3 separate regions of the Mus musculus genome follow, and regions 1 and 2 are each linked to region 3. The links are chromatin contacts, called in public HiChIP or PLAC-seq maps. All regions are on one chromosome and are shown on one strand. Each heading gives the region's core, a stretch centred on a gene start, on an enhancer-like site or on the middle of the called end of the contact. The rest is flanking DNA. Distances are from core to core; before and after follow the strand shown.

Region 1 (2,700 bases), core at 165-2,664, 530 kb after region 3:
TCCCCAGGTCACACTGACCCCTGCCCATGGAAGCTCATCTGAGTCCTAGCCCGACTTTCCCTCACCTGGGACACAGCTCCCCCAGGCCACAACCAAGGAACACCAATAACATCTTCTTACCAAAAAGGAAAAAAAAATGCCAAAGCAGACATGCACCAGGAGTGAATTCGGGAGCTGCTCATAGAAATGACCTAAACGTCGGTGAACCCCATCAGAAAGTTGATTGTGACTCCCCATCGTCTGCCACCCACCGCAGGTCTACTACTTCCAGGCAGAATGGCACATTTGACAACTTGAGGGGGAAAATGGAAGAAGACATGGTAACACAAACAGGGAGCTGCTTTGTGACAAGAATCCGCCAGAATACTTTCAGCTCACTCTGCATAGAGAGTTCCAGGCCAGGAAGAGCTACCCTGTGAGACCCTATCTCAAAAAACAATAAACAAAACAATTAAGAAAGGAAGACTATTTTTAGTGGACCGTCTACTTGCCCAGAGTTGTTTATACAGCTGAAGGCAAGCAACACTCAACTCTACACCAGCTCCCACAAGGTAGCCAGCAGTCTTACCAAACACCAACTAAAGATCACAGTCAAAACAAAAAACAAAAAAACAAAAAACAAAAACCTCTGTAGAAGAGCAAGCAAACTTCTCGGATTAACTGATTCACCAAATCCATGGATCCTCTCCCAGGGAGATTATCGCTCAAAACCCTGCCTCTGCAAACCATCTTACCCGCTCTGGGGTTGGGCTGGGGCAAGTTGCTACCTCTTCTTTCCAAGCAGGCAATGTGATTTCTTCCAGTCCCTGGGGCCCTTGGGTCTTCAAGCTGAAATGGGGGCAGACGTTGCTATAGGGGCTATGGGTAAGGCTAATCTAAGCCTGGAAGAGGGTCACACGACTGGCTTCGGTCCCCTCCTTGGGAGACCCGCCCTGCACGCTCCACATCTCACTCCTACCCCTTCCCGACTACGAGAGCCATCTCCCCTCCCACCGGCCTGGGGGAGTCAGGCCTCTGCCTCGCGCTCCAGGCTTCCTTACTCTGAGAGAAGTAACTTTTTCAATCCGTGAGCGATTGCTCCTCCAGAAGCCGAACCACACCTATTTCTGGCTACCCCCCACCCCCGCCCCATCTCCTCCCCTAGGGCTGCCACCAAATTCCAGGCTCCCTCCCCTCCGCCCCCATCGGCATTTTTTTTTCTTTCCGCCTCCAACCCTCCTCCATCCTGGCATCCTAGTTCTCCACCTCGGAGCTGTTCCCTCCCTCCATCTCTACTCCATGCTAGAGTTCCGCAAACCCCCTCAACTCTCGCCACCCAGCGCGACTACTCAAAAATCCCACAACAAACTTTCTGCCGGGGCCTCTCCTTCAGGCAGCCATCTTGCCGCGGGGCAGGCCGGGTAGGGGCCTGGACCGCGGGAATCCCCACGCACCGGGCGCCGTGCGTCATCGGAGGGGCGGGCCTGGGGGCGGGGCCTCGGGGTAAAGCGTTAGGACTCCTGGTGATGCTGGGAAAGTGGGAATCTCCTCCTTTGCAGACCTGGTAAGGGAAGAAGGAAGTCGGTGTTGGAAGTAGGACTCAACAGTGAGAAAGGGGAAAAGGCTGGTACTGTGGGAAAAAATAGAGAACAACGCTTAAAAAATACAAGATGCTTCGTATACAAAGAAAAATACCAACACACCCCTCCACGTACCCCGACTCTCATTGCCACTCCCACCCATCAGGCCTCATTGGCTGGCCTTGGAATGTGAACTCACTTTGTACCTTGAACTCACAGAGAGCCTCTGGCTTCTGACTTCAGGGTGCCACACAAGGCAAAGGAAAATGCCAGCTTTTCATCTCAACGGAAGATAACGCACGACCCAGTCTCTACCACCCTTTTCAACCGTGCTTCCCACCTCTCCCAAAAGTCTTCAGGTTCTTAAATTGTCTTGTGTTATCAGAAAATCAAGCCTTGAGATCTGCAATCCAGTTCCTCCACTCAGGAGGTCAATTTTATACTGTTTTTGGAGGGAGGGGAGAGTCAGCCCAGGCTGACTTCAAATTCATTATGTAGCCCAGGCAAGCATCGAGACGCACCTGGTATTACGGGTATTAGACGGTAGGCCCAGTTTTCAGTTGCCATTCTTAAACTGTCAACGCTTCCAAAAAGCCTTCTCTTTGAAGCTCCTTTTACTAGACGGCTCTAACTAGTTACACCGAACTTTATAACAGATATCCTGTACCATAATTATTTATGAGTTTACTTTATGTGTATGTGCCCACGTCTCTGTATGTGCATGCAGGAGCCTGTAGAGGTCAGAAAAGGGTATGGCATCACCGGGAAATGGAGTTATAGGCAGTTGTGAACCACCATGTAGGTGCTGGGAGCTGACCTTGGGTCCTCTGCAAGGGCAGCAGATGCTCTTCACGGCTGAGCACCTCTCCGGTTCCAGAGTTGTTGTTTTACTTGCTGCGTCCCTTTGCCCTAACGTCTCTTCAAGTCAAAGAGCACGTGTGGATGTCCCATAGCAGGTGCACAGCCCACAACAGTGGTTAGGCAGCAGGTTTTCCTGGGGCCTGCTAAGCATGTTGAGGCTTCCGGCTTTCTGTTTCCTGTGGCTGGAATGTTCTCCTTCTAGGGAGTCACCAACAGGTGTGTCCTTGTTCAAATGATCACGTCTGTGGTCATTCAGGATCCCAGTCACACACACACACAC
Region 2 (2,700 bases), core at 155-2,654, 510 kb after region 3:
GTTCAGGTTTTCCTTCCATAAATTGTGAACAAATCTTCTAAGTCTGGGGATAGCGACCCAGCCCAGGCTCCTGGATAAGGGTCTCCAAGCTTGAGAGTGCTCTCTGGACACTGCCAACAAAGGCCAAGCCCCTTTGGCCACACCTCCTTTCTGTGCTGGCTCCCACTGGAAGAGAGCACCTATATGGCTGCTCACCTACCAGCCTCCCAGAAGAGAACAAAGTATAGAATGCAGGCCTCATCGGGACATACCGTCTGTTCGCTGGCAGCTCTCTGTTCTGCTCTCCTGGAATCAGCCTTCGGCTCTCCACATCCCACGGCCCCTCTACTTCCTCTAGCCAAGAGCTCCTGAAACCAGAGAAGGGGAGAAAGTGGAAACCCGGTGTCAGCTGCCTGCCTGTCCAGTCTGGGACCTGAAGGCTCCCAGAAAACAGTAAGCAAAGAGACCACAGCACAGTGGGTCTTAGGAGCAAGCGACAGAGGTAGGAAGATCAATAGTCTGAGAGTAGCCTGCTTTATGAAGTGAAATCAACTCAAAAAGGAAACCAGCTAGCATTAACGAGTACCTGGCTTCCCCTAACAACGCCTGCGTGTTTATGTATGTACTTCGTACGCTGCCTCCGCTCAGCACATACCCTGCTCTGGAATAGGCCGGTACTGGTCTGTGTCCCATTCACTCCTAGGCTTCTCAGAGTCTACAGAGAGCTGGGAATCCTGGGGAATGCAGACTACAAATGAGACTACAAAGGGCCTGGCAAAGGAGCAAGATGACGATGGTACGGCAGACCCCCTAGCAATGACTAAATGAGCCCAGAGACCATTTCTGTGTACCACAGTGTACAATAAACTTGCCAATGAGCGAAGGCAGACCCGAGAAACAAAATCCAAACCTCAGCAGTTCAGAGCAGTGATTCTCAACCAGGGTGAGTTTACCCCCTGCTTCTCCCAGGGTTAACAGGCAAATGTCTAGAGACATTTTTAATTTTCACAATCTGCAGATGGGGAGGTACTACCGGTGAGTCAAAGTCAGAATATCGACTAAACCTACCACACACAGGGCAGCCAGCATACCGGAGGTGGCAAGGCAAAGGTCACCAGCCCTGAGGCCGAGAACCGCTAGTCTATAAACCGTAACTGTGGGGGGCTGGCAAGAAGGCTCAGTAGGTAACGATGCTTGCTGCAAAGCCTGATGACCTCCACAAGCACACTGTGCTTAAGTAAGTACCGACACACGCTCAAAAGAGAAAACATTTAACCCCGAGCCCGGGGAGCTGAGGCCCAAGGCTGCTCCAGCATCTCCAAGCGCTTGGATAACGTGCTCCCCACTGCCAAAGCCTGCTCTACACACACCACTGCCAATGGCTGGGCCAAGTGAGCTGCCAAGTCCCCTCAGCTTCCCGGGATTGAGGCGTACCTGTAATAAGCTGGGCTGCCGCATGGGGGCAGCAGCCGCCAGTGATCAGTGCAAACAGTAACCCTAGGTGGCTTTCTGAGCATTTAAAAAAAAAAAATACAAACCTCTTCCTACCCCCATCAACCCAAACAGAGCTACAGAGCTGGGGGCTGAAGGCGGTCTTGCGGGCTAAAGCATGTGTTCCTACTGTTGGGACATGCCCTGGCCATGACTCCTGTCACATTCCAGCAGGCCTGGGGCAGCAGGGTGGGGGCAGAGGAGGGCGGGGAAGCAGGAGTAGGACTCTCCTCTCTAAGGTTCCTGGCCTGGATTTGGGGGAGAGCTTGTAATAGTGAAGCACGAGCCACCAGCCTCCGCCCCGTTGACAGGAGGCAGAACGTGTCCCCACAGGGCACAAGCAGCATGCTGTCAGGCTGACTCCCTGCACAGGAATCTGGGAGGGCCAGAAAGGACACCACATTCCTGGGGTGAGAGAACAAACAACATACAACCACAGGGGCTGTCCTCCAGAGGGCCTCGCCCCAGTAGGTGCTCAACCTGGAGTAGGGATCTAACCACAGAGACTCCTGTGGCCTGAGGGAGGGGACCTAGAAAAGTCCCAGAGCACTGTAGGTTAACCAGGGCCTAACATTTGAAGGTGTGGATGTGTGGGTGTGTATGCCTGGGAAACCAGGTAGGACCAAGGCCGTTGACTAAAGAGGAGCCAGGCAAAGCTTCTAGAAACTGATGGGAGCTTCCAGGAGCTGGCCTTCTCCCCACAGGGCCAGCTCTCGATGGCACTTTTTGTTTGTCTGTTCCAGAAGGCAGAGGAACCCTTCACTTGGCAGGCTCCCTGGTGTGATTTGCCACCTTAGCCTGTTTTACTTACCTACCCAACTCCTGCCAAGGCTCGCATTCTCTTCTAGGGACCAGGGCACTTGTGACAACAGTGGACAGGCAGGGCGGACTGAGACACTTTCAGGGTAATTCTATATGTGGGCAGACATGCCTCACTGAGGTGCCATATCCTATAGCTTGCCCTGCCGTGACGGTAAGTCAGGGCTGCAACTATGAGCACATTTTTTCTTCTCTGAGGCTAGAGGCAATCAAACAGATGTCTGGGTTGGGGGATGGTGTGGGTGTGGCGAGGACACAAAGAGCAGATGAGACTCTAAGGATGGAGGTGGGGTGAAAGGTTACTTCTAGCAGTGTCACGAGGGGAGAAACATTCCTGACTAGAGAAGCAGGGGTGATCCACTGAGAACACTGAGAACCTACTGGGTTCCCCAACCCCACACCTCGAGGCAG
Region 3 (2,700 bases), core at 195-2,694:
GAGGGGAGCTCTACCTGGGGGTCCACCGGAGGAAAGGCTGTATCATTTAATGTTTGGTTTACATAAGATGCATGTTCTCACTCATGTGCTTGAACCCTGGAGGTAAGCACTCCTGGGGTAATGCAATGGTTAAGCGCTGGGAGGATCCCAGTCTTGTCTCTTATTGATCTACTAGCTTTCCACTTCCAAGGTCATCACAGTTCCCAGATGGCTTCTGGCACTCTAGCCAGCATGAAGGACAAAGACATCCTGAAATAGGAGCTCTCCCTTCTCTTTATAGGAACTTCCTGGAAGTTGTATTTACTTCTTTGTAGGAGAAACAGCAGGCCTCACTGACAAGGTGGTGGCTGCTTCTGCATAAAGTCAGGTGCTGCGCAGCCTCCCAGGTAACTTCAGCATGAGGGCCAAACTGAAGTCTGCCTGAGAGCCTAGAGAGTGGTGACACAGACAATGACAGCCAATGGGGAACTGCCACTTGGAGGACTCACTTGCTTGGTACCAATGGGATGATGGTGGAGGGTCTAAAGGGCGCTCCCTGGGAATTAATAAAGGTGCTTGATACTGCGATCTCACCTGCTCCCCACTCCCAGAGTCTGATCCAAGCTGCCTCATCCCCAACCCCCAAGGGCAAGTATGGTTGGGCAGTCCAGGGTGCAAAGCAACATTTCTTATATCCCATTGATTAGAATTCAGTCATCCAGCCAAACCTAGCTGCAAGGGAAGCTGGGAGGATGTAGTTTTGATCTTATGTGCATCTGGCTAAAAAAAAAAAAAAAAAAAAAAAAGATGAGGTTCCTCATCTTTCTTCTTCCTCTTCCTCTTCTTTCTTCTTCTCTTTATGTATATAAGTACATTGTACCTGTTTTTGGATACACCAGAAGAGGACATCCTATCCCACTACAGATAGTTTAGAGTCACCATGGTTGCTGGGAATTGAACTCAGGACCTCTGGAAGAACAGACAGTGCTCTTAATCACTGAACCATCTTTCCAGCCCATCCATCTTCCTGTTTTTAACAACATTGATTTTTCTCCCTTCTCCAAGGTCTTGGTTTTCCTGATACTTAGTGTTTACTGCCAGAATTGTGAATGGCAGCCATGTAAAGATAGGTACGTCTACCCTTATCTCATGGTAGACTGATAAATAATAAATAATTATTAATTAACTGACCTTTTTACAGTTGGGCCAGTTGAACTCCAGAGAGGTTGGGTAATTTTCCTTAGAGCACACAGCTGGGCTGGGAGCCCAGTACCTGTCCTCCCCTTTTACTGGTGCCCACTGTAGGGGTGGATGTGCTGGACCCTCATTGGGTTGGACAGGAAGAACTGGAATGGCCTGAGCCCTAGGAGGGGGTGTGTCTGGAAGCCGAGGGCAGGCAGGGGTGTGGCCTTAGGCACAGGTGTCTTCTCAGCACTTACTCAGTGCATGGTCAGCGACACGTCTGAACAGGGCACTGACGGGTTTGGGGATTTCTGCTGGCGCCAGATGCTGGCCACTGTAGCCACATCCTCAGACGCCACATTTCCCCAGATGAATGTCCGAGACCTAGTGGTGAGGGAAGGCAGATATACGGGACAGCTTGGCTCACTTTCCCTGTCTCCCTCCAAGCCACCCTGGTGATACTCACTGCCCCCTCTGAGTGTGTGTGTCCATGTGTATGTGTCCATGTGTGTGTCTGTGTGTCCATGTATGTGTCTGTGTCCGTGTCCGTGTCCGTGTGTGTGTGTGTGTGTGTGTGTGTGAGAGAGAGAGAGAGAGAGAGAGAGAGAGAGAGAGAGAGAGAGAGAGAGAGAACGCTCTTTGTCTTCGCTTCATGAATGTGCAAGCAGGGCATCAAGTCCCTGCTAGGCTGCTTGGTGGGGAAGTGGAGAGACTGCAAACGGTTGAGAGAAAAAGTCTAGACGCTAGGCCTGAGGAAGCCCATCTGGGCTATGCCTCTACCTCCGGGTAGGACTGTCCTTGCTGACCCCCGATATAAGGTCATTGCCCTGGCCTGGTGTGGAGAAACTCTGCGCGTAAGTGTGGTTACTGCAGCTTACATTACTGTGGTTAGTGATGTGGGTCTCTGGCCAAAGAGGAAGAGCTCAGGAGCTGTGTGAGTCACAGCTGGCGGACTACAGCGGGGTGTGTTGGGGACAGTCCTGAGACGCAGATGTGACCTCTGCCCTCGGGAGGTCTGGCCAGATGTAGACAATGAACAGAAAGCACTGTTTGAGGCTGGAGGCCCTCCCCTCCTCGAGAAAAGACCTTCCTGGTTAACTGTGATGAAATTTCTCTGGGATTGATCTGCAGTTCTGGCAAGATGGGCAGATCCGGCCAGGTCTGGGCAAGGAGCACCTGCGAATGCTGTACCAGGGACGGGACATGGCAGAACGCTACGCTGCTGTTAGAGTCTTTACCCACTCAGCAAGTGTGCCAGGTGCTCAGGGAAGACTGGCATCAAGCAATTTGCACAAATAAAAACCATTACAAACTGTAATGTGCTGGGAAGGAGAACCCCAAGTGGGTTCTGGGAAACTCACCAGGAACTTGGATTACCTGAGGTTGGACCTTATATTGAAGCTGACCTCCTGCCTAGCTGGGCTCTCTCTCTTTCTCTCTCTCTCTCTCTCTCTCTCTCTCTCTCTCTCTCTCTCTCACACACACACACAAACACACATGAACACACACATACACACAAATACTCACACACTCACCCTC

Evidence for each region. HiChIP or PLAC-seq counts read pairs in DNA pulled down with a chosen protein or histone mark.
Region 1: an HNF4G HiChIP or PLAC-seq map of pancreatic cancer cells shows a contact between it and region 3. The contact joins the promoter of Tjap1 here to the enhancer-like site in region 3. A contact is called at or near these places in 2 of 39 promoter capture datasets (the C10 cell line and pre-B cells), 1 of 15 datasets of contacts at CTCF or cohesin (the NIH/3T3 cell line) and 2 of 115 datasets of contacts at active chromatin or transcription factors (embryonic stem cells and pancreatic cancer cells).
Region 2: a contact with region 3 is called in a FOXA1 HiChIP or PLAC-seq map of pancreatic cancer cells. The contact joins two enhancer-like sites. A contact is called at or near these places in 1 of 15 datasets of contacts at CTCF or cohesin (the NIH/3T3 cell line), 1 of 484 Hi-C or Micro-C datasets (pro-B cells) and 2 of 115 datasets of contacts at active chromatin or transcription factors (embryonic stem cells and pancreatic cancer cells).

What each region holds. Positions count from the first base shown.
Region 1 is chr17:46,281,612-46,284,311 of GRCm38.p6, forward strand. Tjap1 (tight junction associated protein 1) reads right to left here and starts at 1,415. Exons shown (of 10, transcript NM_001252474.1): 1 at 1,349-1,415; 2 at 735-828.
Region 2 is chr17:46,264,632-46,267,331 of GRCm38.p6, forward strand. It overlaps Tjap1 (tight junction associated protein 1), which reads right to left. Exons shown (of 10, transcript NM_001252474.1): 3 at 252-347. Among named protein-coding and RNA genes, the nearest start is that of Lrrc73, 12 kb to the left of the region's middle. Within about 2 kb of position 1,405, at least 119 of the 459 cell types and tissues checked have an H3K27ac peak or open chromatin away from gene starts, as enhancers often do. A contact at or near this core is called in the NIH/3T3 cell line and pancreatic cancer cells, where this site is marked.
Region 3 is chr17:45,750,802-45,753,501 of GRCm38.p6, forward strand. All of the region lies in intron 2 of F630040K05Rik (RIKEN cDNA F630040K05 gene), which reads left to right. Among named protein-coding and RNA genes, the nearest start is that of F630040K05Rik, 18 kb to the left of the region's middle. Within about 2 kb of position 1,445, at least 134 of the 459 cell types and tissues checked have an H3K27ac peak or open chromatin away from gene starts, as enhancers often do. A contact at or near this core is called in the NIH/3T3 cell line and pancreatic cancer cells, where this site is marked.